Linked DNA regions of Sus scrofa: regions 1 and 3 are each linked to region 2. A link is a contact called in public HiChIP or PLAC-seq data. All regions are on one chromosome and are shown on one strand. The core of a region is the stretch at or near the end of the contact, and the rest is flanking DNA. Distances in the headings are between cores, read along the strand shown. Region 1 holds the start of FAM207A (protein FAM207A). Region 2 holds the start of PTTG1IP (pituitary tumor-transforming gene 1 protein-interacting protein). Region 3 holds the start of ITGB2 (integrin subunit beta 2).

The links. HiChIP or PLAC-seq counts read pairs in DNA pulled down with a chosen protein or histone mark.
Region 1: a contact with region 2 is called in an H3K27ac HiChIP or PLAC-seq map of alveolar macrophages. The contact joins the promoter of FAM207A here to the promoter of PTTG1IP in region 2. A contact is called at or near these places in 1 of 5 promoter capture datasets (liver), 19 of 47 Hi-C or Micro-C datasets (alveolar macrophages, blood, epiblast stem cells and 7 more) and 2 of 2 datasets of contacts at active chromatin or transcription factors (alveolar macrophages and skeletal muscle).
Region 3: a contact with region 2 is called in an H3K27ac HiChIP or PLAC-seq map of alveolar macrophages. The contact joins the promoter of ITGB2 here to the promoter of PTTG1IP in region 2. A contact is called at or near these places in 1 of 5 promoter capture datasets (liver), 10 of 47 Hi-C or Micro-C datasets (blood, fetal heart ventricle, heart right ventricle and 5 more) and 2 of 2 datasets of contacts at active chromatin or transcription factors (alveolar macrophages and skeletal muscle).

What each region holds. Positions count from the first base shown.
Region 1 is chr13:207,558,772-207,562,764 of Sscrofa11.1, forward strand. FAM207A (protein FAM207A) reads left to right here and starts at 2,109. Exons shown (of 6, transcript XM_013990227.2): 1 at 2,109-2,373. The coding sequence starts at 2,236.
Region 2 is chr13:207,505,413-207,509,340 of Sscrofa11.1, forward strand. PTTG1IP (pituitary tumor-transforming gene 1 protein-interacting protein) reads right to left here and starts at 1,677. Exons shown (of 6, transcript XM_003359011.4): 1 at 1,467-1,677. The coding sequence starts at 1,566.
Region 3 is chr13:207,542,730-207,546,724 of Sscrofa11.1, forward strand. ITGB2 (integrin subunit beta 2) reads right to left here and starts at 1,379. Exons shown (of 16, transcript NM_213908.1): 1 at 1,247-1,379.

The DNA of each region.
Region 1 (3,993 bases), core at 859-3,358, 54 kb after region 2:
GAGGTCCTGACACTGGGCACAGAAAGACGCGTGGGGTTAGGGCAACCGGCCCAGGGCCCGGCAGGGTGGGACGCAGTGGGCCTGGGGCTCCACGTCCCAGCAGGGTCCCAGGAGCGGGTCAGAGCGGGGCACCCGCAGGGCCGCTGCGCGCAGGTCGTCGTCCGCTCTAAGGCGCCGCTGGGCGGGCGTGGAAACCCGAGGGCAGAGCCGGCGCTTCGCAGGAAGTCCTTGCGGAGGCCGCGAAGGATCGGGCAGACAGGCATGAGCGACGGCAGTGTTTGTCCCGAGGCTGTCCCGGAAGCCACCCTTCAAGACTGCGTGGGAACCCCAGACCCACTTGGAAGTCTTCGTATGGATCCTGCGTGCGCCGCGTTCGGCGGGGCCGAAGGGGCTCGGGGTCGCGGGAAGCGCCCGCGCTGGGATTTTCCCCGCCCTGGGCGTCGGTGCCCGCGGCGCCCCAGCTCCACGAGAAACCCCGGCGGGCCGTGAGCGCCCTCGCGCGACGGAAGAATTGCCTGGCGCCGCGCGCGCGAGAGCTGGGTCTGTCCGGGCATCACCAAGGCCACCTAGTCCAGCCGGGAGGCCGACAGCCCAGGGAACAGAGGAGATACGGCAGAGCTCTGGGAAAGGCAGAGCTGCCGAGGGTGCGGGGCCTCCCCGGAGACCAGAGCCAAGGGTAGCCTTTCCTGGAAGACCGGGAACCAACGCAGCCCCCCTGGGGAGGTAGGGGCTGCTGTAAACAGAAGGGGCTCCATTCCGGCCAAGGGTGGAGGGCAGGGCTGGAGCCCAGGTGGGGGTGGAATTTGGGGGGATGGATAAGGGGGCTGTTGGGGGGATGTGATAGGGAGAGGAGTTGGCCAAGAAAACACTTCCGTTTGGAGCTTGGGCCCCTTCCTGAGTGAGGGCTGCCATTCCTTCCGAAGGGGACTGTACTGCTGGGGTGGGCGGGGGCAGATTGGGATGGGAAGCAAGGCTTCCACTTTGGGATCGCCACAACTTCAGGTGGAGACCCAGAGAGGGGTCAGGCTGCAGGTGCAAATGTCAGGGCAGCAGGGTGTGGCCTGGTCGCCGAGGGAGATGAAGGGACAGACACAAAGAGAGGGGGCCCAGGGATTTAAAGAAAGTCCTAACAGATGCATTTTGCGGTAGCTGGACAATCTTTTCCTTTGAGAAAGCACGGGCTGCCGGGAAGAGGCAAGAAGCAACCCTGAGGTTGAGGCTGTCCTGCAGGCTCTGGGGGTGGCTAGGGGCAGAGATCACTGCCAGGTGGGGGGCTGGTGAGCAAAGGAGCCAGGAGCCAAGCCAGGGTCTCCCTGCCCGCCATCTCAGGAAACGAGGCCGGATGGAGCAGAGCATATACCTGTGTGTTGAAGACACCAGTGTCTCTGCACCAGCTGCCAGGAGATCATTCCTCCAGCGAGCTGAGTTAGCTCTCTGCCTGTGTGTGCCCAGCAGTCACTACCTCTGTGCTGTCTGTCCTTAGTTCTCCCCACAGCAGTAGAACCAGAGACCATCGCGTGACATTCCCCTAAAGAAGTTGTAGCTGCCACCAGATGGGGGGCACACGACTAGGTGGTGGGCTGGGTCTTCACCATCCAGAAAGCCTCCCAGAAGTTCTCTCCTCTTGCTCACAGCTGGACAAGAGGTTCTAGCCACAGGAACCTGATCTGCAGGTTTTGGTTAGACACCCACCCTGGCCACTGCGCAGGTGGTGATAGCGGGGCCATTGACAGAGTTGGGGTACTGAGCTTGAGAGCTGGTTTCTGGGTTTCTTCCAGGGGCACTTCTGTAAAGTCGCCCCTGTAAGTCCTGGCCTGATGTCTCTGAGGTGCCCCCAGCCCCCAGTCTTCCCGCTACTCCCGGGCATCTCTGACAGGCAGAAGCAAACCCAAGTTTGTTGTGTATTTCAACAAGCGTGAACCCCCCCAGCGCTGTGTCCATCACTCCCCAGTTATCAAGGCTGCACAGATTCCGACAATTAGCCGCCCCCGCCCCGGGAAGCCGGGCAGGGTCGGAGGCGGGACCCCTCGGCCCCGCTCCTCCAGCTGCAGCCGCGCCCTTCTGCGGCTCCGTCCCGCCCTTCCGGTGGCCTGCGCGTCGGGCGCGGGGAGAAGAGCGGATCCCAGCGGCCGGGCTCCTGTTTCCGCCGGGCCCCCAGCACGCGGGACCGACTTCCGGGGGCTTGTGGCGCGTGTGCCCGCGGCTTCCGGCGGGCTGTGGGTCTCCGCGGGCGAGATGGGGAAAGTGCGCGGCTTGCGGGCTCGGGTGCACCAGGCTGCGGTGAGGCCCGCGGGGGAGGCCGCGCCCGGCCCCGCGCCCCCCGCCCGGGAGGCGGCCCCTCCGCAGGCCCCGGCCGGCGGCGTCGGGGCGAAGGTCAGCTGGGGACACCGCCGGCGGTGGGGGGGGGGGCAGAGGTGCGGCGCACTGTGCGGCCTCGGGGGTCCCGGGCTGGCTTTGTGGGCGCCCCCCAGAGCCCGGGACCGCGGCCCGGGCCGTGTTGGCTGCGCGGCCCGCGGGCCTTCCCGGTCCGCGGAGGGTCGTGGCCTCCGTGGGCCCCGAGGCTCGGCGCACGGGCGCGACGGCCCGGGAGGGGTCGGCTTGCTCCGCGCCTGGCGCCGTGCGGGGAAGGACCAGAAGCCGGCCACGGCCACGGGCAGAAAGGCTGCTCGAATGCGGCACAAACAGCTCCCGGGAAAGGAAAGGGAAGTCCCAGGGTCATCAGAAAACGAGGAGCAAACTGAAGAGCCCCTGTGCCCCGTGCCCAGCCCTCCCAGCCCTAAGCAGCCGCCCATCTGTTCTGTGCATTTCGCATGGATGGAGTCCTAGAGATTGTGGCTTTCGCGTTGGGCTTCTCGCATTTAGCGTGGTTTCAACGTTCCTGCAGGTTGTATGACTATCACCCTTCACTCCTTTTTATGGTGGAAAATGTTCCACTGTGTGGTTAGACCATGTTTTATCACGGGCTGACCCGGAGCTGCCTGGAAGCATCTGCCGGTGTCTGTAACCAAGGGGCTCCTCTGGGGATTGTGGACCAGTCTTGTTGGTTTGTGGGGCCCATGGCTTTGGGCTAGTAGTGCTAAGGAGAACAGCTATGCTGTGTGCCAGGCCGTTTACATTGTCATAATCACGCCGACTGATTTTGCGGGGAAAAACTGAGAGATTAAATAAATTACCAAGGACACTTGGCTGCTGCTGTTTGAACCCAGGATCTGGCCCCAGTGCCCAGGCTTTCATAACAACGTTTTTACCCCCTAATATAATTGTGTTAATTTCTTGCATTTTATCTTGTGTAATTGATTAAAGAGCTAGATTTTCATATATGCATTATAAACTTTTTGGGTGTATTTCCCATGATATGTAATTTTTAAATTTTTTTTTTTTTTTTTTTTGTCTTTTTTAGGGCTGCACTCACGGCATAGGGAGGTTCCTAGGCTAGGGGTCAAATCGGAGCTGTAGCTGCCAACCTACACCACAGCCACAGCAACGCTGGATCTGAGCAGCGTCTGTGACCTACACCACAGCTCATGGCAACGCTGGATCCTTAACCCACTGAGCGAGGCCAGGGATGGAACCTGAGTCCTCATGGATTCTAGTTGGGTTCATTCACTGCTGAGCCACGTGGGGAACTCCTATAATTCTTAATTTTTAAATTGATGCATATTTGATTTACAATGTTGTGCCAATTTCGGTTGTGCCAAGTCACAGCAGAGTGACTCAGTCATACACACGTATACATTGTTTTTTACATTATATTCTATCGCGGTCTATCCCGGGACGTTAGAAATAGTTCCCTGTGCTATACGGTAGGACCTTGTTCTAAGTGTAGAAGTTGCATCTGCCAACCTCAAACTCCCCTTCCTCCTTGGCAACCACAAGTCTGTTCTCCATGTCTGTGAGTCTCTTTCTGTTTTGTAAGTGGTTCATTTGCGCCTTATTTAATTTAATTTAATTTTAATTTTATTTTTTTCCTTTTAGGGCCCCACCCATGGCATA
Region 2 (3,928 bases), core at 427-2,926:
CTACGGCATGACAAGCATAAACTCTCAGACCAGCCCACTCTCCGCGGGAAGGGGGCTCAGTGCTCACTGTGGCTGGAAAGGAGCTGCTTTGCTCCTGAAACACGAGTCTGGCTTAACTCCCAGACTGTCACAGGACCCGGCCGTGTGAAAAGCAAGCAGCCAAACACACGAGGGGGCGTTTCCCGCCACACCCACTCTCACAAAGCCAGAGTCCATCCCGGAAGGCCACCAAGGAGAGGGCCTGGTCTCCTGCCTCACACCCACCCAGTCGGGTAAAAAGAACTCATAATACATTCGTGCCGAAAACACATTCTGGACCTAAAGCTCCCCATTCTGCGCGACCTGACTGCCGCGCCACAGAGGTACACGTTAGTGCGCTGGGAAGCAGACGAGCAGGAACTCAAGCAGCCTTGCGCTGGAACAAGCAGCCCATAAGGTCACAAAGCGGACAGGTGCTTGGCTGTGCTGAACCGAAGCTGACCAGCCAGGGCTCTGCTCTCCACGCCTGGTGATCGCGGGACGCCCCATCCCCAGCTGCTCCTGAGATTTCCACCACCTTCCAGCAGCCAGGTCCCTGGAACTCCTGTGCCCTCTTATCCCATGCTCCCCTCACCCACCCCCAAGCACTCTGCTAGTTCCTGGTCAGTCTCCCAGGAAGTCTGGTTCTCCACCTGCCAGCCGCCACCCGGCCCAGCACCTGACACAGGTGGTACCAAGAATAGGTGGGATAAACCAAGGAAGGCTGACAACGGCTGCGGGTCTGGAGAGCGAAGAAACCCAGCCTCAGGGTTAGTTCAAGCCCTGGCCACTCTCCCCGGAGCTCCCTGGAGAGGGGGTCTACTGGGCACAGAGGGCGTGGGTGGGGGCCTGCACACAGGCCTCCCCGGAGTCTGAGCAGAGCGGAGCAGAGCCCCCAACACACCAGCCGCGCCCTCACAAGGGCTGGGCCCCTGGACTCCGGGCGGCTGACCCGCCAAGGGACAAGCAAGCTCCCAAGCCCTGCTCCCACCACCCCACAGCGCTCTCGGAGAGGGTCGTGGCGAGGTTAAGGAGCTGACCGTGCTCTCGGGCCAGGCCGCCCGCACGCTGAGCCAAAGGGCCGGCACGCAGTCTTCCCCCAGCCCCTGCTGCCCCGGCCGGACACTCGGGTGGGCCCCTGGCGGCCCCCGCAAACCGCACAGGCCCTAGGCAGCAACCTCTCGCCCCCCCCAGCACCCTCGCTTCCGGGCCTCTCGACCTTGTGCCCCCTCGCTCCTTGCCCCAGACCCCGCGCTCCCAGGGCCCTTTGATCCCCGCCCTCCCCTCGACCCCGACCCCGACCCCGCGCTCCCCGGCCCCTCGACCCCCGCCCCCTTCCTCCCGACCCCGCCTGTCAGGCCTCTCGACCCTGCGCTCCCCGGGCGCCTCGACCCTGGTCTCCCTCCCGACCCCGTGACCCTGACCCCGCGCCCCCCGGCCGCCCTCACCCTGCGCCGAGGCCGTCGGCAGGAGCAGTAGGAGCAGCGCGGCGCCGCCGAGGGCCAGTGCCCAGCGCAGCGTCGGCCCGCGGGCCCCACTGGACGCCATGGTGGCTTTGGTGCCGCTGGTCAGTCGTCGTCTGCGGCCGGACCCACCCCACTGGGACCCCGGCCAGGCGCCTCTGCCCGGAAGAGCCGCGCGCCGGAAGTGGGCGGGGCGACGGTGGAGCAAGTGCGCAACAGGAGGCCCCGCCCCCTCGCCCTACGGGCCCCGCCCCCTGCCTCTCGCGGGCCCGCCTCCCCGCTCCGCGCGGAGCTCAGTGCGCCTGCGCGACTGGGAGGGGCGGCCAGTCCCGGGCTTGGCTTGGCCCTGACCCTGGAGGGGTGGAGAATCCGCCTCCGGGAGTAGAGCTGTAGCGGTGTGTCCTGGAATGGCCCCGAGGGCGGTGCCTAACCAGCGTCCTCGGCTGCATAGCCAGCGTGCTCGGCCCCGATCCCCGCCCGGAGGGCCTCCCCCGCCCCCGGGCACCCGCGTCCCCGGACGCCCATCACCTCCGCGAGTGGAGCCTGCGGGCCGGGGACCAGTGTGCAGCGGCCGGCTCCTGGGAGGTCTGCAGCCGGAGGGCGTCGCGAAATGATAACAATACATATTGCAAGAGTCCAGTTACTTTCTTTTTAAGATTGTGTTTCCATAGTCAAAGTGGAACGGGACTTTGGGAATCGCACAGGGAAGCGATCCAACCCCTAAGCTTCCTGGGGTCACTGACTGGCGGCTTCCTGGACCAGCCTGATAAGAGCACCTCCCCCCCTAGCAGCACTGCCGGGGGGGGGGGGGGGGGGGGGGGGGGAGAAAGAGAAAAAAAGGGGGGGGCAGGGCTGGAGCGGCTGCCGCGTGCTCTCTCTCAGGGCCTCAACATCATGTTCCGGCTCCTGTTCCACTGCTGCCCCACACCTACCTCAACCCTGGAGGGGCTGCGGAGGAATCCAGGCAGTGGGCTTTGCAGTCTAACGTGGGGTCCAGCTGACCCCAGAGAGGGCTGTGCAGTCGGCCGTGATTGGGGCACGGCTCCCTGTCAGCATGGCCTGCCCTTCCCCTCTGCCCACATTGCTCGCCCCGAGACAGCCCAAGGTGGGTAGAATTTCACAGGCCCTCACCCCATTGGGTCTGTGTGGAGGACTCCTTGGCCTGGAAGACAGAGCTGGTTGCCCTGTATTTGTGCCTCCTGCAGTGCGGAGGAGCCAAAGGCGGCACCACCTCCTCCTGCCCGGTCAGCAGTGGGGGGCGTGGGTGTGGGAGATGCCAGCCCTGCCAGGTCCTCCCTCCAGGACCTCAGCTTCCATGAGCTTGAGTGCCTCAGTTCAGCTCGGCCGGATGGAGTAGGACAACCACACAGGCCGGTGTGGAAGTCCCTGTGAGGGACCACAGATAGGGAAGGGACTTCGGGAGACCACTGTGCCTTAATGACCGCTCAGGACAGCCGTCAGAAGAGGTAGGCTTGGCTAGTGGAAGCACAAGATATGCCTCTGGTCCTTGGTGGGGAGTGGGGCGGGGCCTGCTTTCAGGCTTAGACCAAGGGCAAGAGTTTAAGGACCACCCTTCTGCTGAGCTGAATGAGCACCTAGTTTGACCTTATAGGGTCAAACGCTCTCTCACCAGACACCAAGGAGGAGCTACCACTCCCAGAAAGAGGAAGAGGCCGTCTTTTCCCACCCGCACTCCACCTGGATTATAAAACTATAGCCCACCGGATGGTGCCGGCCGCTTGTATTTCTCAGGAGCGTCCCCATACATCTCGCTCTCGCCTATCGCTTTGTCTCTCACCGAATTCCTTCTGTGCTGAGACACAAAGAACCTGAACCTCAGGAAGTCCAGATACCAGGTGAGTGATTCTACTTTAAAATTGGAGGTTGACAGGTCGGGGCCCAGCGTCAACGTCACTGCCCTTCCCTTCTAGGGCAGACCCAAGCTAGCCCAGGTCCCGCTGGTGCCGGACGGCAGTGCGGGAAGGCAGCCTCGTCGTCGTCTTGGGCACAGTGACTGCAGGTCTGATGAATGCGGCATGGTTTCACAGGAATGTCTTCCACTTGGTTCTCGGTCCTTCGTAGAGGGGACAGGGTGCCTTCCTGTCCATGTGAGACAGCAAAGGGCCCTTGACTGCAGTGCACTGTCCCCCCACCTCTTCCAGTTCAAATACTTCATATCTCTATTTGGTTTGGATGTTCCGTTATAGAAAAAGATGGTTAAAACTCATGTGCCTTTGGAAGCAGAGTAAATACCAGCCTGGGCTTAGCACCAGGGCCACAGAAAGCCACATTTTTTTTCCTCCTAACAATCGCACAATTTACTGGTGTCTGAAGGACACTGTGCATTTGTAAACATTAACCAAGACGCCGTGAACACTGCTGCGTCTTAAACGGTGCCATCAGCAATGGCATTTTAAAATACAACTAAACTTTGACAACGTGGACGT
Region 3 (3,995 bases), core at 129-2,628, 37 kb after region 2:
CCGTGAGCTGCCGACCGCGCCTGGGTCTGAGCCGAAGCTGCAGGGCCTCTTACACAGGCTCGCCTCGCCCGAGGCCCCGCGCCTGCACTCCCCAGGGATGGGAGTTTTGATGATAATTTGCAGAGCCCACTGAGCGTAAACGACCGGCCCATTTCTCAGATGGGAGGCCAGCCCGTGTCACACCCTCCAGGCAGAGCAGACAGGCCTCCCCTGTCCCCGGCACAGCGGCGCCTCCAGGGAGCTTGCCCAAGGCACCCGGCTGCATGGGCTTCTGCCCTCCTGAAATCTCCAAGTAAAAATGTCACTTGTCCCCAGCCTACAGCTGACACCAACTGGAGGCAGACGGATCCGCCCAGATTTTAGCTGAGAACCTGGGCTGGTGGGGAGGGTGCTGGTGGCTGGCTGGGCCCCTCGGGAACTGTCTCTCCTCCCTTGGGGCAGAGCCGAGGGCCACCAAGAGCCCCTCTCCGACACCTGTCCTGGTTCTCGGGCTTGGCTCACCTCCTCCCTCCCGGGGGCCTGGGTGTGGGAGGTGTCAGTCACAGACCCAGGGTCGGTCCCCCTAAGACTCGACAGTCACCCAGCGTTTCCACATAACTAGGCCAGAGTGCGTCACCCTTCGGGAATCCTGGAGAAGCAGGGGCCCCTCCACCAAGACAGGGCACGATGTGTGCACACACACTCACACACACGCTCACACTAACACAGAGGCGTGAAGAGAGCAGGGCTCAGGCAGGAAGAGGAAGGTGCAGCTGGGGTGGCCCAGAAGCCCTCCTACACAGCCCGCTGTGCACCCACCCCGACCCTGCCAGGGCGGTCTGGCCTGCCTCCCCTCCCCCCGGTCTCCTCTGGGCTCTGCCAGGCCCCGCAGCTCCCACGTCGGGGGCTCAGCAAATGCCCGGAGAGCCCCTGTACTGGGCAGCCCAGGCCTGAGGCCCCGCACGTCCTCCCCTGCTGGGCCCGACTCCTCAGTTCCATCTCTCTCCTCCAGAGCTGCTCAGCTCGCGGAGGGCTCAGCACTCCTCCCCGCCGGATCTCAGCCCAGGGGGCTGGAGTGGACGCTGCAGCATGGGCGACAGGGATCAGGACCACCAGAGCCCCTGTAGGCCGGGCCCCTTGGAGCTGCTCCCCTTGGGGACAGCAGCAGCCCCAGCCTGGGCACCAGCCACAGCCTGGGGACTGGCCTCAGGGCAGAGCTCCCCTCCAGAAAATCTAGCCTGACTCAGGCAGTTCTCTGTCCGCTCACCTGCTTGATGTCCTGGAGACCTCAGCAGGGGGTCCCGGCTGGGCTGGGGGGCTTCAGTTCCACCCTTTAGCAGGCTGGGTCTGCTGCGCGTCTGGGAAGACACCCGCCCGCCAGAGGTCCTGCTGGCGAAGGCGCGATGCTTCCTGTTCTGCGTTAGCTCTTGGAGGAAGTAGTTACATGTGGCCGATTGCACCACATGTGCCCCCATCAAGCCCCGGGCTATCAGGAACAAGCACCTGAGGGGGCCAGGGACACGCTTCCCATCGCAGGGAGCTGGAGCGGGGCTTCTGGCACTGCGGGAGCCCCTACCTGCCTGCAAGGGACACAGACCTTGCAAGGCTGAGCCAGGGGTGACACTATTGGAGCACATGGGAGGGGAACGCATCCTTCAAAGAAGCACCAGGCCTGGGGAGTCAAACTCAGCCATGGGAGCCAGAAAACAGCCCGCCGGCTAAGGGCAGAGAGAGAAGCCGGAGAGCAGATCGGCCAGCGGGATTGTGAGGACAGAGGGGCCGGACAAGGCCAGGGGAACGTGGGCTCCGAGAGGCCAAGCTCTGTGGGTGCAGGTGCTCAGGGGAGAAGGTGAACGGACAGAGGCGCTCGCCCCGTGGCCGAGTCCTGCCTGAGCCCAGGGGGAGAGAGAGCCGGGGCGCCGAGGCCGCCGCTTGGCTTGGGAGGAAGAGAGACCGTCCTGCTGCCCGGCGAGCTGTGGTGCTGTTCCTGGATGGGGGCTCCGTGGAAAGAGAGCACTTCAGATTCAGCTCAGAAGGAAGGGCAGGAGACCCACCGACTAGACCCGCAAAGAGCCAGAGCGCGGCCGCCTTCGGGTGAGCCGGGACCCAGAGGCATAACCACCTAAACACTGCCGGCAGGTGCACCTCAGGACCCAGACGGACCTTTAAATCCCAGCAGGATCCAAGCGCAGGCGAGGCAAAGGCGACCCAAGAAATGAGAACGGTTGGTCAGGCCTGAGGCTCTGTCGCTGCAAACATAGTCGTAAAAATGTTCTCGAATCTGAGACACAAATCAGCTGTGCAGACGCTCCGGGGAGCCTGCTGCTGCCTCTGATGCTCCTCGCTGGACGTTTGGATGGGAAAGGTGGGCTTTTGTGTGTGACCACGATGAAAAGTCTCCTAAGGAACGGAAATAGGAAGCCTACAGGTGAAGAAAAAGAAAAAAAAGTGAGACGTCTTTTTTTGTAAAGGCAAGGTTAACAGAAAAAGCCAGAAGGATGGCGAGTTGAGAGCACGTAATTACGCATCAGGAATGACCTCAAGGGCTCCGGAGAGTCCAGCTTTCTGGTGTCACAGTGCTTCGGACAGTCCCCTTCTCCCTCTGCGCATAAACCGTCTTGATGCGTTTTAAAAATAGACAGAACAAGGAATTCCCATGTGGTGCAGCAGGTGAAAGATCCAGCTTCCCTGCAGCAGTTCAGGTCACTGCTGTGGCCCGGGTTTAGTCCCTAGCCTGGGAACTTCAGCGGCCAAAGGCAAAAAACCCACAAGTTTTAATTAAATATTCTCTCTCAGGGGAGCTTCCTCCTTATGGAACTATTCCAGAAGGCACTGTGAAGGGGGAAGGATCCACCAAGAATGTGCCTGTGTCACGCCCGGCGGGGACTCAAGATGGAGCAGTGACTGTCACTGGCTGTGACACCAGAGACCCATCAGCCGCAGAGACGCACCACGCACAAAGACGGGCTGCTCAGAGACACACGCGCTGCTCACAGACGCGAGCTGCTTACGGCCCTAGGCCTTGGAGGAAACAGCAATAGAAATTCAGATAATAAGAAAATTGTACAGGAGATAAAAGAAAAATAACAATTTTTACTCTTGAACCCACATCAGATCAACACCTGACCTCGCTGAGGACAGAGGGATGCAGTGAGCAAGCCCGGGCTGGAGGGACCCCCCAAGACAAAGCAAGACCCCGGCTGGAGGGACCCCCCCAAGACAAAGTAAGACCCAGGCTGGAGGGACCCCCGCCCCCCATCTTGTCCACAGATGGCAAGACAGTAGACATGGTGTAGGGACCCACAGATGAGAGATTTAAGAGACTGTCCACCCCTCACAAGACGGACTGTATGATATTAACAAATTACTGTTAGTTCTTTTAGCTACGTTAAAGGTTTTGTGATTATGTTAAAGAATTGTCACTTTTTAGAGTTTCGTGTTAAAATTTTACACAAAACATAGTACAATGAGGTTTCAGATTTGCTTCCAAATAATCAGGAGTTCCTGCTGTGATGCAGTGGGATCAGCAGAGTCTCTGCAGCCCCAGGACGCAGGTTCGATCCCCCGCCCGGCACAGTGGGTTAAAGGATCCGGTGTTGCAGGTCACAACTGTGGCTCAGATCTGCTCCAGGGAACTCCGTATGCTGCAGGAAGGGCAAAAAAGAAAAAAAATAAAAATAAAAACAATACCAAACAAAACAAAACCCCCCACATAACCAGCGGAGGGGTGCAGGGAAGTGAGTGGATAGGGAGGTAAATAGAGTAAGATCGGCCATGAATTGGTTATTGTTGAAGCAGGTGGGTTCATGGAACGAGTCCGCCTCCTTTGGTAGCTGTGTGAAAGCTTTTTTCTATTTGAAAAAGGAAGATAAAGTTGGTTAATGAGAATAGTTGAGCTTTGCAAGATGAAAGAGCTCTAGAGGTTAGTGGCACAGCAGTGGGAATATGCTTAATAGTACCGAGCTTGACATTTAAAATGGCAAAGATGGTTAAAAGGTTACATTTACGAAACACAA